Regions from separate parts of the Mus musculus genome. Here regions 1 and 3 are each linked to region 2. Evidence: chromatin contacts called from public promoter capture Hi-C data. All regions are on one chromosome and are shown on one strand. The core of a region is the stretch at or near the end of the contact, and the rest is flanking DNA. Distances in the headings are between cores, read along the strand shown. Region 1 has its middle 23 kb from the start of Banf2os. Region 2 overlaps Rrbp1 (ribosome binding protein 1). Region 3 overlaps Kat14 (lysine acetyltransferase 14).

Evidence for each region. Capture Hi-C pulls out chosen DNA fragments and counts their contacts.
Region 1: a contact with region 2 is called in a promoter capture Hi-C map of liver. The contact joins two enhancer-like sites. A contact is called at or near these places in 7 of 39 promoter capture datasets (the 3T3-L1 cell line, 3T3-L1-derived adipocytes, embryonic stem cells and 3 more), 5 of 484 Hi-C or Micro-C datasets (bone marrow-derived macrophages, colorectal tumor organoids and embryonic stem cells), 5 of 115 datasets of contacts at active chromatin or transcription factors (bone marrow-derived macrophages, effector CD8 T cells, embryonic stem cells and 2 more) and 3 of 9 other capture datasets (adipose tissue, liver and pancreatic islet).
Region 3: a promoter capture Hi-C map of liver shows a contact between it and region 2. The contact joins two enhancer-like sites. A contact is called at or near these places in 1 of 115 datasets of contacts at active chromatin or transcription factors (pancreatic cancer cells) and 2 of 9 other capture datasets (adipose tissue and liver).

The regions. Positions count from the first base shown.
Region 1 is chr2:144,228,199-144,232,555 of GRCm38.p6, reverse strand. No RefSeq gene overlaps it. Among named protein-coding and RNA genes, the nearest start is that of Banf2os, 23 kb to the right of the region's middle. Within about 2 kb of position 1,830, at least 95 of the 459 cell types and tissues checked have an H3K27ac peak or open chromatin away from gene starts, as enhancers often do. A contact at or near this core is called in adipose tissue and liver, where this site is marked.
Region 2 is chr2:143,949,247-143,953,391 of GRCm38.p6, reverse strand. It overlaps Rrbp1 (ribosome binding protein 1), which reads left to right. Exons shown (of 24, transcript NM_024281.2): 18 at 63-158; 19 at 1,117-1,200; 20 at 2,869-2,964; 21 at 3,637-3,720; 22 at 4,024-4,122. Among named protein-coding and RNA genes, the nearest start is that of Gm33804, 11 kb to the right of the region's middle. Within about 2 kb of position 2,176, at least 37 of the 459 cell types and tissues checked have an H3K27ac peak or open chromatin away from gene starts, as enhancers often do. A contact at or near this core is called in adipose tissue and liver, where this site is marked.
Region 3 is chr2:144,387,330-144,391,271 of GRCm38.p6, reverse strand. It overlaps Kat14 (lysine acetyltransferase 14), which reads right to left. Exons shown (of 11, transcript NM_181417.3): 5 at 1,916-2,097. Among named protein-coding and RNA genes, the nearest start is that of Kat14, 20 kb to the right of the region's middle. Within about 2 kb of position 2,656, at least 19 of the 459 cell types and tissues checked have an H3K27ac peak or open chromatin away from gene starts, as enhancers often do. A contact at or near this core is called in liver, where this site is marked.

The sequences.
Region 1 (4,357 bases), core at 581-3,080, 280 kb before region 2:
GGGCAGTGATATTTCTCCCTCTCCCTCTCTCTCCTCCTCCCCCCTCCCCCTCCCTCTCTCTCTGTAGCCCTGGCTGTCTTGGAACTCACTCTGTAGACCAGGCTGGTCTCAAACTCAGAGATCTGCCTGCCACATGTGACAAATGCTGGGATTAAATGAATGCACCACCGTATCCAGCCACATTCTGTACCTCTTTCATCTCTCATGTTCCTTTATTTGGTTTTTGCCTTATTTCACTAGCTAAAGCTTCTAGCACAGTGTTGAATAAGACCGTGGGGGTCTGCCTTTCTCATGATCTAATGGGGGAAGCCATTTAACATAATGTTTAAAAAAGACCAGTGTGTGTGTGTGTGTGTGTGTGTGTGTGTGTGCGCGCGCGCGCGTGTGCCCTGGCATGTGCTGAGCCCAGAAGAGGATGTTAGGTGTCTGCTCCTGTTGCTTTCCACCTTTTCCTTTGAGGCAGAGTCTTCCTATGAACCTGGGGCTTGAGTTTTCTCTGACTGTAAGCTAAACCTAGGAGCCCTACCAATCTTCCTGTCTTCAAACTCCTTGGAACTAGGGTTACAGGTGCGAGCAGGGCACCCAGCTTGTTATGTGGATGCTGGGATCCACAGTAGTCCTCATGATTTCACAGCAACACTCCAGCCCTCTGGCCATTTCAAGTCCATTTATCTTAATTATGAAGATGAATGATCAGAAGCAGAATATGATATCGTATGCTTTTTGAGGACTCTGTCTACGATGGGCATTTTAAAAAATTCAATTATAAACTAAAAGCCAGGCTTGCTGGCTAGCAACTATCATCCTAGCACTCAGAAGGTTGAAGCAGGGGGATCATGGGTTAGCTAACCTGAGCTACTCATGAGACTCTGTCTCAAAAGAAAAAAAAATTAACAGATTCTCACTGTGTAGCCTTGACTAGCAATGTGGACCAGGCTGGCCTCAAACGCACAGATATCTGCCTGCCTCTGCCTGGAGAGTGCTGGGATTAAAGTGCAGCCCCCCCCCAGTATGATTCTTATTAAATTTTATTTTATTTTGAGACCTGATTGCATATGTAGATCAGACTAGCCTCGGGTTTCCAATTCTCTTGCCTCCCTCCCCATATGTGGCACTTCATGTGTGCCCCACTGTCCCCCCTCTGAAATTAAGCAGATCTTGATAGGCAGCTTGGTCCAATGAAGAAAAACCCAAGAGATCAACAAACCACATCCTTGGGTGTGTCTGTGAGGTCATTTCCCCAGACATTAACCACCCTGAATGTAGGAGTGCAGTGCATCTAATAACCTGGAGGCTCTGATGGAATAAAAGAGAGGAAGGGAGCCGTTGGTGAGCACGGGCGCATTGTTTCCTGTTTTTTGCTGGCCATGAAGCGAGCATTTTCTGCCCCACCATCCATCCTGTTGCTGTGATCTCTAGCTCAGCATCATGCTCAAATCCATGAATCCAGCTGACCATGACTGGAGCCTCAGAAGCGTAGAAAAAGTGTCTGTGATGGAGTTACAGGGAGGAAAGGCAGGACAACATGCCGCACGTCTCACCTAAGTTATCAGATTCACACATGTATAGCCATGTGTCATACATGTGTGATATTTGCTTGTTGTTATTTGTTTACTGAAGGAGATCTGGCTTCTGGTGTTGAATGTATCATTTTTCATGGCTGCTCTGGCTGTGTCAGACATGTAAGTTATTAAAGGCTAATTAGTCCCCTTACCGCTCCTCTGTGACATGGTTGTAATAAATGCCAGGTCCCCTCCCACTCCTCATGACAGTTTGGGCTCTGCTCATGCTGGACTCTGACCCTGTAGGCAAACACCCAGCATTCCGCAGACACCTTGCCAAATGGGTTTCCGTTTGTCAGGAAGAGCCGTTTCTTTCTTATCTGCTCCTACAGTCCCCAAACCTCCGGTGAGGGCTCCTAGTTCTCTGTCAGCGTGAAAACTCACCCAACAGATCAGAGTCCATGCTAGTCCCCAGGCTGCTCCTGCTAACCTGCTCTCCTCTCAGCTCAGATACTGTTCTCTTCATAACCCTCAAGACTTTCCCCTGGTCCGTCTCTCTCTGCTTTTCCTTTGAGAGATAGCCTTGGCAGTTTATTCCATCCACAGAGCCTCCATTTCAGCGTTTTTGTTTTTTGTTTTTGTTTTTTTCTCTGTACTCCATTGGCATGCTCCATTTATACCATACGAGCTGGGGTTATTTCTGTTATATTATTTAAAAGCAGCTGCACACAGAATGAGAGTGGAGTGGTAAGGTTGGGGATGGGGAAAGCACAGTACTTGCCATTATGCCCTGCACTCTTGGGAAGCAGAGGCAGGCTGATCTCTGAGTTTGAGGCTCGCCTGGTCTACAGAGTGAGTTCTAAGATGGCCAAGGCTACACAGAGTAACCCTGACTCAAAAACAAACAAACAAACAAACAAACACCACACACAAAAAACCCCAAATAAATAAATAAATAGAAACATAAATAAATAAATAAACAAATAGCTTAATTACATAAAAACAGGTGTAGAGCGACAGAGGTGGAAAGAAAGGCTTGGCCAGACCTTAGGTGGGGCGGCGTTTATTCACTGTGAGGAGGTATTTTGTCACAGATGTGCAGATGCTCAAGATGCTTAGAGGAAAGGGTGGGATGCAACAGTCGACAGGGGCGGAGACAGCTCTGTAGTCGGCTGGGAAGTGTAGTCTTTCAGGAGGAGATTCTCAGTTTCTGCTCACGTGTCAGACATAATTTAGGAGAGGAAACGGAGTCCGTTGTGTTTCCCTGAGTGCGTTTTCCTTGAGGTATTTTCCTGAGCTCCAGGTGCCTTCTTTTGATCCATTTCTTTCCGTTAGAAAAATTCCTTTAACCAGTCTTTTAGCCCAGGCCTGCCAGAAAGCGTGCCATCTTTGTCCGCCGAAGGCCATGCTCCCGTTCTCTTACTGACTTCAACCTCATCCTTAAGTTTTACTATGATTGTCTCATGGATTTTTTTTGGGGGGGGGATATCCTGTTTGGGGTTTGTGGAGTTTCTATTTAAAAAAGATTTTATTTTTATTTTTTTTTTTATTTTTTTTATTTTTTATTTTTTATTTTTTTTTTAAGATTTATTTATTTATATGTAAGTACACTGTAGCTGTCTTCAGACACCAGAAGAGGGCATTGGACCCCATTGCAGATGGTTGTGAGCCACCATGTGGTTGCTGGGAATTGAACTCAGGACCTCTGGAAGAGCAGTCAGTGCTCTTAACCACAGAGCCATCTCTCCAGCCCAAGATTTTATTTTTAAGTGTGTCTGTGTGTGTGTGTGTGTGTGTATCTCCTTGGGAGTTCTGGTACCCTCAGAGGCTAGAGGTGTTAGATCCCCCAGGAGTTGGAGTTACAGGCAGGCGCACTGCCGGGTGAGGGAGTTAAGAGGTGCACTCCGGCTTCACAGGAGCAGTTAGCTTCAAGCAGTTACTGCTGAGCCCTTTCTCCAGCTCACACAGCTGTAAGCCTGACGCTGTTTAGCTTTTCTTTTTTTTTTTTTTAGGCAAACTAGGAAGTTTATAGTCATTATTTTTTTAGCTGCTTTTCTGTTTCAACCTCTTCATCCCTTCCCTTTACTCCAGTGACACGGGTGTCAGCTCTTTGATCACAGTCCCACGGGTCTGAGACTTTTATTTTTGCCCATTTTAAAAAAAAGTCTATTTTCCTTCTGTTTTGAGTCAGGTGACTGTGGTCTTGTGAGACTGTTTTCCTTAGTAGTTTGACTAAAGAGCACACCTCCCCTCCCCACCTCCTTCCTCTCTCCTCTGGGCTTTCTTCCCCCTCCTATGCCCTCCCCTCTCCTGCCCTCCCCTGCCCTCCCCTCCCTTTCTAGTGCATCTGTTTGTATTCGGAGACTGTGGTCTCTTCAGGCACCTGCTCCGGAATACATGAGGTCAAAAGAAAAGTCAGGGGAGCGGGACCTGATGACACACGCCTTTAATCACGGCACTGTGAGGTAGAGGCAGGTGGATCTCTATGAGATTGGAGCCAGCCTGGTCTACATAGCGAATTCCAGGTCAGCCAAGGCTATGAACTGAGATCCTGTGCCAAAAATCGAAAAGACTTAAAAAAAAAAAAGCCCAGGTTTCCAGGCCCCCCCATAGTCATGGCCTCTTCTTTTTCCCTTTTCCTTCTGGAGTCTCCTCACACTTATTTTGTGTGTTATGGTTAAGGTTTTTAGCTGTACTGAGAAGGAAGAAGAAGGAGAAACTTGCCTATCCCACATCCCTACAAACAGAAGTCTACTTCTATTTAATGGAACTTTACAATCTTGGCTTATATTATTGACTTCCACAAACACCATTTTTTCCCCTTCATTTTTGTTTTTAGATAAGGTCTCACTATG
Region 2 (4,145 bases), core at 927-3,426:
GCATGGTTAGGGCCCCTGCTGGCTAGTGAGAGGCTGACCGTGTCCATGTCTGTCCCATCCAGGTAAGGGAGCACACATCACATCTGGAAGCGGAGCTGGAGAAGCACATGGCAGCGGCCAGTGCAGAGTGTCAGAATTATGCCAAGGAGGTGGCAGGGGTGAGTGATTCCATCATTCCAAGTCCTGCTCCCAAGTGGCCCCTGCCCCAGGAAACTAGATTATTCCCAGTGATTCCTTTACTGTTTGTGTGTTTGTCAGCAGGAGCCTAAGAGCTGGGTTTTCAGACTTTCACCCAACACCCTGCAGATGCCCCTTTGGATTGATAGCCCTGGGCACTTGGGGCAGATTTCAGAAAGGGAGCCCCAAGGCAGGGCAGGGGCAAAGCCTTCTTTGTGAGAGTGGTCCCTCATGCTCTGGCTGGCCCATCAGCGTGTGGCTCTCTACCTGACTTGCTGTGGTCATTTTTAGCTGACACTGGATTTTAATCAGTCTCTGTCTTCTGATTTCAGAAGTAGAACTCCCAAGCCTGGTACCTTTAGTCTAGTTTTGATTGCAAACTTTTGCTCTTTAACATGAGACAATGGGCAGGTGTCTTAGGGTTTCTGTTGCTGTGAAGAGACATAACCATGGCAACTTTTATAAAGGGAAACATTTAATTGGGGCTGGCTTTCAGTTCAAGGTTTAGTCTAATTATTGTCATGGTGGGAAGCATGATGGTATGCAGGCGGACACAGTGCTGGAGACGTAGCTGAGAGTTCTGTATCCTGATCAGCAGGCAGCAAGAAGTGAACTATGAGCTAGTAGGCCTGGTGTGAACTTCTGAGACATCAAACCCCACCTGCTAGTGACACACTTCCTTTAGCAAAGCCACACCTACTCCCACAAGACCATGCCCCCTAATAATGCCTACTCCCTATAGGCCTATTGGGACCATTTTCATTAAAACCACCAAAGCAGGTGTTTGTGAAAAGCCTGGGTGTAGGACATTGTTCCTGTAGGACATCTGTCCCTGTGCTGTGTACATCTCCAGGGCTTGGATTCTGGCTCAAGTTTAGGTGTGGACTCATTGTAACTTTTCCCCCCTCCTTTACCCTCATCTGGTTGTTTCCCCTCAAGTTAAGGCAGCTTCTGCTAGAATCGCAGTCTCAGCTGGATGAAGCCAAGAGTGAAGCCCAGAAACAAAGCGATGAGCTTGCCCTGGTAGGTTGACTTAGGTCCTGGGCAGGGGTGTATGATACGGGGTATGCATGTGATGTAACTTGATATCCATGTGGAGTGTCTGCAGCTTAGCAGGGTATGTCATACATTAGTCATGTAGGGCAAGCTTAGGGGGACTACAGCAGTTTGCATAAAACTTAGTTGGGCTTGTAGCTGCCAGGGACCAGAATGTTCACATTCTGTTTCCTGTCTTTGGGCAGATCTGGCATCTGCTCAAGACCATGGGCTGTGGGACATGTAGGCCTTAGTAGCCTGTTTGGTCAGCTGAGCAGCCCAGGATACAGGACTCCTGATACCACAGGAGAGTCCTTTAAAGCCTTTAGGCATGTCTGTGCTTTCTGCATGCTTTCCTGCTTCAATGATGGAACTGGCCTTGCCAGTCTTACAGTTATACGGGATGACCTGCTCCTTCTGGCCCTCTGCCAGGCACTGAGAGCAGATAAACCTGTACAGAGATGTGAGGAGTGGCCCTGTGCACATTGCCTCTTGTAGTCCAGTAGTTTTCCCAGTTTGCCGCTGCTGTGTCTGGAACCATGTCCCAGCTGCTTGGTCTCCCTCCTGGTCCCCAGCCCTGGCCCTAGGCAGCAGCCTGTGCAGCTGCAGCTATCTTCCCTTTATCTTCATTGCCATTTTGAAAACCTTGAAGTAGATGTCAACATTTGAAATTTGGAGATTGAACATGTGCTGTCCAGGAGAGCAGCTCTGGTGTGTTGACTCCACACTTTCTCCTAAGCCCAGCTCCCTGCATCCAGGTTTTAGGCCTTGTCCAGACTACCACACTACAAGTAGATGCTGTCTGGGCCAAGCCTCCCAAATTTAAGGCTGCCATTCTCAGCCATTTGCTAGGTTGGGTCTGGGTAAGAGCCCCCCACTACACCCCCCCCCCCCATGGGACACAGCCCAGCCAAGGCATGTACACAGACCGTGCCTGCCAAGGGTTCTTGTCACCTTTGAACTGTGCTCTTTGCTTTCTGCACTCTGGGGCATTTGAGAAGGCTAAGTGGAGACTGAGGCCACCCAGGTCTCCTAAAGAGCTTATGAGTTCTGTCCCCAGGCCTTCTGACTGGGACCTTTCCCAAGCAACCTGTGTGACTTTGCTGGTCTTCAGATGGAAGGCCCAGTGGTCTGGTGGACCCAGAGAATTACAAGGCAATAATATGGTCTTACTATTTTGTCCAAGCCCCCAAAAGGCTGTGAACAGGACACTACATCCTTGAATAATTGGAATGGGACATGTTGTCAGTTACCTCTGTTCCATGTGGACTCCCTGGTTTTGTGTGGTTGCTCCTGGGGGAGAGGGGTGTTGCCTCACAGGTTCACTTCAAAAAATACACATGGCTCTCATTAGTCAAGGGGCTTGTTGGCCTCAAGGCTTTTGAGATGCTGAGTGGAGTATCCCTCCTGCACTAGGGAACATAAATATTGATCACAGATGGCAGACCTTTACTCTTCCTATGTCTCTGAGGAGTCTCTCTCTCCCCCTCCTGGTCCCCCTCCCCTTCCCTCTCCCCCCTCCCCTCCCCTCTCCCCACTCCCTTTCTCTCCCTCTCCCCCCTCCCATCTCTCTGGCGAGTGCATGGGTGCTTGTGTGTGTGCATGGGTGCATTCCACTGGTGTGTATTTGCACAAACCCACCCCTCCCTGTTTCAGGTCAGGCAGCAGTTGAGTGACATGAGGAGCCACGTAGAGGATGGTGACGTGGCTGGGTCTCCAGCTGTCCCTCCAGCCGAGCAGGACCCTATGAAGGTTAGGGTGATAAGCTGGTCCTCACCCCTAACATCACATGGTGCTCAGGGGTGGGCAGCCTATGTGCTGATTAAACTGAGTGCAGGTACTTCAGTCCCCACTGCTAGCCACCTCCTCATCCCGTGTGATCTGGGTGAGAGGACCCAGAATGGAAGGGTGTAGAGCTAAGGGCGGGTGGCTAGGGCCCTTGGCCCTTACTACACAAGGAAGGGACTTTTGGACCTGTGTGTAGCTTGGGTTTGGGTAGCCACAGAGGAGATTTGTCTTTAGCTGTGGCCCTTTACTGGGGCATTGCTAGCCGGACATCTGTCTTCCAGAGTTTTGACCAAAAGATCAGTTACCAAGAGCAATTGGCAAGAGGCAGGGACCTATCATTGGGCTCCCATTGTAGACCATGTCCTGCCCCATGGCTTTGGGGTCTTTCCTGCCCTGTGAGTCCTGTGAAAGGCTTAGAGTCTAGTGTTTTCCCCAGCACCTTTTTGCGACTTCTCTGGTTCTCTCCTGAGTCTTGAGGCACTCTCTCCCCAGAAATGAGAGTGCTGAGAGTGACTTAGGGTGGGGAAAGGCCCAGGGAATCCTAGAAATAGCTTGAAGGGGGAGCCTGCAGTTACAGTCTGCCCCAGAGGGGCCTCTGCGAGCCTCTCCAGTCCAACTTGTGTTATCTCCATACAGTTGAAAACACAGCTGGAGCGGACAGAAGCCACCCTGGAGGCTGAGCAGACACGGCGGCAGAAGCTCACAGCTGAGTTTGAGGAGGTTAGGTTCTGCCTAGTGGCCCCAGCTCCTACAAGCGTCTTGAGAGCTTGGGCATCATCTCTGTCCTTCCCAACTTTCCCACCAGGCACCTGACTCTGCCCCAGGAGCCTTGTAGGTTTCTGCATCTTTGGGAGGTCCTGAAGGCCTGGGTGCGAGTGGGTTATCTCCAAGCTTCTTGCCCATGTGAATCAATATGAGCTTTTGTCTTAGGCTGGGGATGGCCCTCCCCCTCCCCCAACCCAGTGAATTTAGTCAGGTTTGACTGCTAGGCAACTCACCCAGATGTGTCCCCTCTCTGACAAGGCTCAACGCACAGCGTGTCGGATACAAGAAGAGCTGGAGAAACTCCGTGCTGCTGGCCCCCTGGAGTCGTCAGGAAAAGAAGAGATTACACAGCTGAAGGTAGAGGATGGAGTTGGGGTACA
Region 3 (3,942 bases), core at 1,407-3,906, 440 kb before region 2:
CTGAGTTCAATTCCCAGCAACCACATGGTGGCTCACAACCATCTGTAATGAGATCCAATGCTATCTTCTGGTGTGTCTGAAGACAGCAACAGTGTACTCACATACATAAAGTAAATAAATAAATAATTCTTTAAAAGAAAACAAAACTAAAAGATCAGGTATGGTGGCACAACTAATCTCAGAACTCCAGAGGTAGAGGCAAGCAAGAGGACCAGGAGTTCCATGCCAGGCTTGGCTCCATGAAACCTGCCTCAGGCTGACCAACCACACAATAAGAGCAACAATTAACAAAGGAAGAAACAATCAAAATTCCCACAATGGGTGTGCTGGCTAGTTTTGTGTCAACTTGGGGTACAGGAGAGTGGGGAGCTGCAATAAGATCAGGCTATAGGAGAGTCCGTAGGCCATTTTCTTAATTAGTAATTGATACACAAAGAGCCAGTCCATTTTGGGATGGGGCCCACCCCAGGACAGATGATTCGTTAAGAAAGCAGGCTGAGCAAGTCATGAGAGCAAGCAAGAAGGCAACACTCCTCCATGGACTCTGCATCAGCTCCTGCCTCCAGGTTCCTGTCTTACTTGAGTTCCTGTCTGATTTTCTTTGCTGGTGAACAGTGCTGTAGAAGTGTAAGCCAAACAAAGCTTTTCTTCCCCAAGTTGTTTCTGGTCATGTCGTCCCATCACAGCAATAGTAACCCAAACCAAGACAACAGGGTAGTGTTTTGATGTTATCATAAAATGGACACATACTGAAGTCAAGATCACAGCACTGCAACAGAAAGATGTCCAAGGCATGTTGAGGGAAAATGTGAGGGATTAATGTGTAATAGTATATTTCTGCTTTTTACTCGTTTTATTTTGAAACAGTAGCTTAGATTGGCCAGGAATTCATAATCATTATGCCCTCAAGCTTCTCTAGTGCTGGCTTATGTGTGCCAATATACCTAGTTATGCTTCGTGTGTGTGTGTGTGTGTGTGTGTGTGTGTGTGTTGGATCTCACGGGATAGCCCTGGCTGCCTGGAACTCACTATCAGGCTGACCTGAACTCACAGAGATCTACCTGTCTCTACCTCCAGAGTACTGAGATGGCAGGCAGGCTTTCAAAAGTTGTTTAGCTGGATGGTGGTGACCCACGCCTTTAATCCCAGCACTTAGGAGGCAGAGGCAGGCAGATTTCTATGGGGTGAGGCTAGCCTGGTCTACAGAGCTAGATTCAGGACACCCAAGGCTACACAAAGAAACCATGTCTCAAAAAATCAAAGTTTTCTAGATTAAAAAAATAAAAATCAACATGTGATAATAAGGAGTTAAAATGCTATTTAAACAAAATGGCATCACAGTCATCCTATAAAGAGAAAGAACATCCTAGAGACACAGACTGAACTATTTAAGGATAAAATGTTTCTAAACAAGTCAAAGATGCAGATGAGCGGAGAGTCGGACTAGAGAACCGGATCACTGGCAACACTGGAGTGACCACTGCTGAGGTGAGGGAGGACCGGCTCTCACACTCTTCTCTACTCCTTCAAGTGGGCTTCCATTTCTACAATAAAAAGCTTAAAGGCGATCAGGCTGAAAACAACCTTCTGTTTCACGCAATGGTTTATGCTGGTAATCCCAACCCTTGGGAGGCAGAGGCAGGAGGATGGTTCAAAGCTAAGGCCAGCATGTGCTACAAGTGAGTCCCAGGACAGCTTTGACTAGAGACCATATGAAGACAGGCAAACAGAAAGAACAGAGGGTGGGGAGGCCACCAAAGGAGATGACAAAACGAGTGACTTCCTTAGGAAATGACAGTATGTTTTCTATAGTATTCAACCCCTGAGCCTGTGAAACTGTCCTGCTCACAGCCCCAGAGGCAGCAAGTGGGCGCTGGGGAGTCTCGGGCCCAGGCTGGGACTTCTCACAATTTACCTTTCACTTTCAAGGTGGAGGCAGCCAGCTTCTCTCCCTCCGGCCTCATGGTTGGGGGTCTGTTATGAACAAGTTTCCACCATCCGGGCTCTCCAAACTCCTGAGCACCTGACCGGAAATAAACAGGGCTTCCCACGCTGAGGCAGCCTGCTACTGTGCTCCACCACGTCGACGTCTTTTTCCTAAAGCGCAGAGAATTTCAACGCTATAGATACTTCCATTTGATCACAGCAGAGAAAGTACATTCGACATAAACTCACTGATTCCTGGCTGCCAGCTGCTGTACAGCCTGCACTGGGGGAAGAAATAGAGCACAGCAGCCCAGAGCCAGGGGTGGGATCTGCCTGCCTTTACATCCTTGCTGTGTCACCTTCCAGCTGTGGTAGTTTCTTCCTCTGAGAAACCAGGATAACAGAATTACCTTATTGGGTGGCTAAGAGATCAAATGAAGTAATTCAAACATAAAACACTTATCACAGCCAGATGCAAAGGCACTCGCATTTAATCTCAGCACTTGCAGAGGCAGAGGCAGGAATATCTCTGAGTTCAAGGTCATTCTGTTCTACAAGTCAGAGTTTCAGGACACCCGGGACTACACGAGAGATCCTGTCTCAAAAGACAACAAAACAAACAGACTAAAAGCAACCACTTCATCAATCAATCATCACAGGGGGAAAAGCTGGCTTGCTTTGTTGACTATGAGCCTGGGCATTGATGGCACAGTTAATCATTAGTCCTAGTGAATAGCTGTTGCACCCAGAGAACACATCTCTGTCTGATTCACTGTGCCCTGCCTGACATACCAGAGTGGTTCCTAGGCATGCTTCAAAGACAGCAGATATAACGAAGTAAAGACAGAGAGGCTGAAGGCCAACTATTCATCCACTAAAAATTACTTTAATGGCCACAATTTCTATGTTACAGATATAAATCAATTACCAGAAATTCTCAGAAATGAACTTTTACAGAAGGAGTACAATCTTTTGCCAAAAAAAAAAAAAAAAAAAAAAAAGCTTCAAACATGTACTAGAAAAGGAAGAGAAAACCTTTAGCAGCAAGAGCTACACTTTGGGAGAGTCTCCAATCCATATGCAAAGGCTTGATCTCAGAGTGGGGCTGCTGGGGGTGTGGACATTTAAGAAGTGTGTCTTATGGGAGGTCCTTAAGCCATTGGGCTTGCTCCCTTAGTCTCTCCCTCAGTCCTTCCCTGTCTCTCTGTTCCTGGCTCTAAAAATGACAGCTTGTTTTGACACATACTGACACCAAGATAGACTATCAGAGGCTCAGCCAAAGTGTCGCCTGATCACAGGACTGAACAGGCAAAAGGACCCTCTTTCTTTCATGAGTTAGCCCGTGACAGTGCTGAAGTTCTTTCCTTCATAAGGACCCTGCAGCAGGTAACCCGTTACAGTGACAGGAAGCTGGCAAAGCAGCTCTATCTTCCTCCCAGGCCACCTCTGGGCTCCGAGCACCTCTCCTTCATCCTCATTTTTTTAACCTTTCCAACCTATCGCACTCACTCAGAGCTAAGACGATGAGAGAAACTGTCCTTGCTTTCTCTTCACCACCCTTCCCTCAGCCCTAACACCAGTAATTCTTAATGAAAGGTCCAAAGACACCTGGTGCTCAAGCCTCTCTGAGCATGTAAGATAAAAATTATTTTTAAGCCGGGCGTGGTGGCGCACACCTTTAGTTCCAGTACTCGGGAGGCAGAGGCAGGCAGATTTCTGAGTTCAAGGCCAGCCTGGTCTACAAAGTGAGTTCCAGGACAGCCAGGGCTATACAGAGAAACCCTGTCTCGAAAAACCAAAAAAAAAAAAAAATTAATTTTAGGGGGCTGGAGAGATGGCTCAGCGGTTAAGAGCACTGACTGCTCTTCTGAAGATCCTGAGTTCAAATCCCTGCAGCCACATGATGGCTCACAACCATCCATAATGAGATCTGACGCCCTCTTCTGGTGTGTCTGAAGACAGCTACAGTGTACACATATAATAATAAATACATTTTTGGGCTGAAGCGAGCAGGGG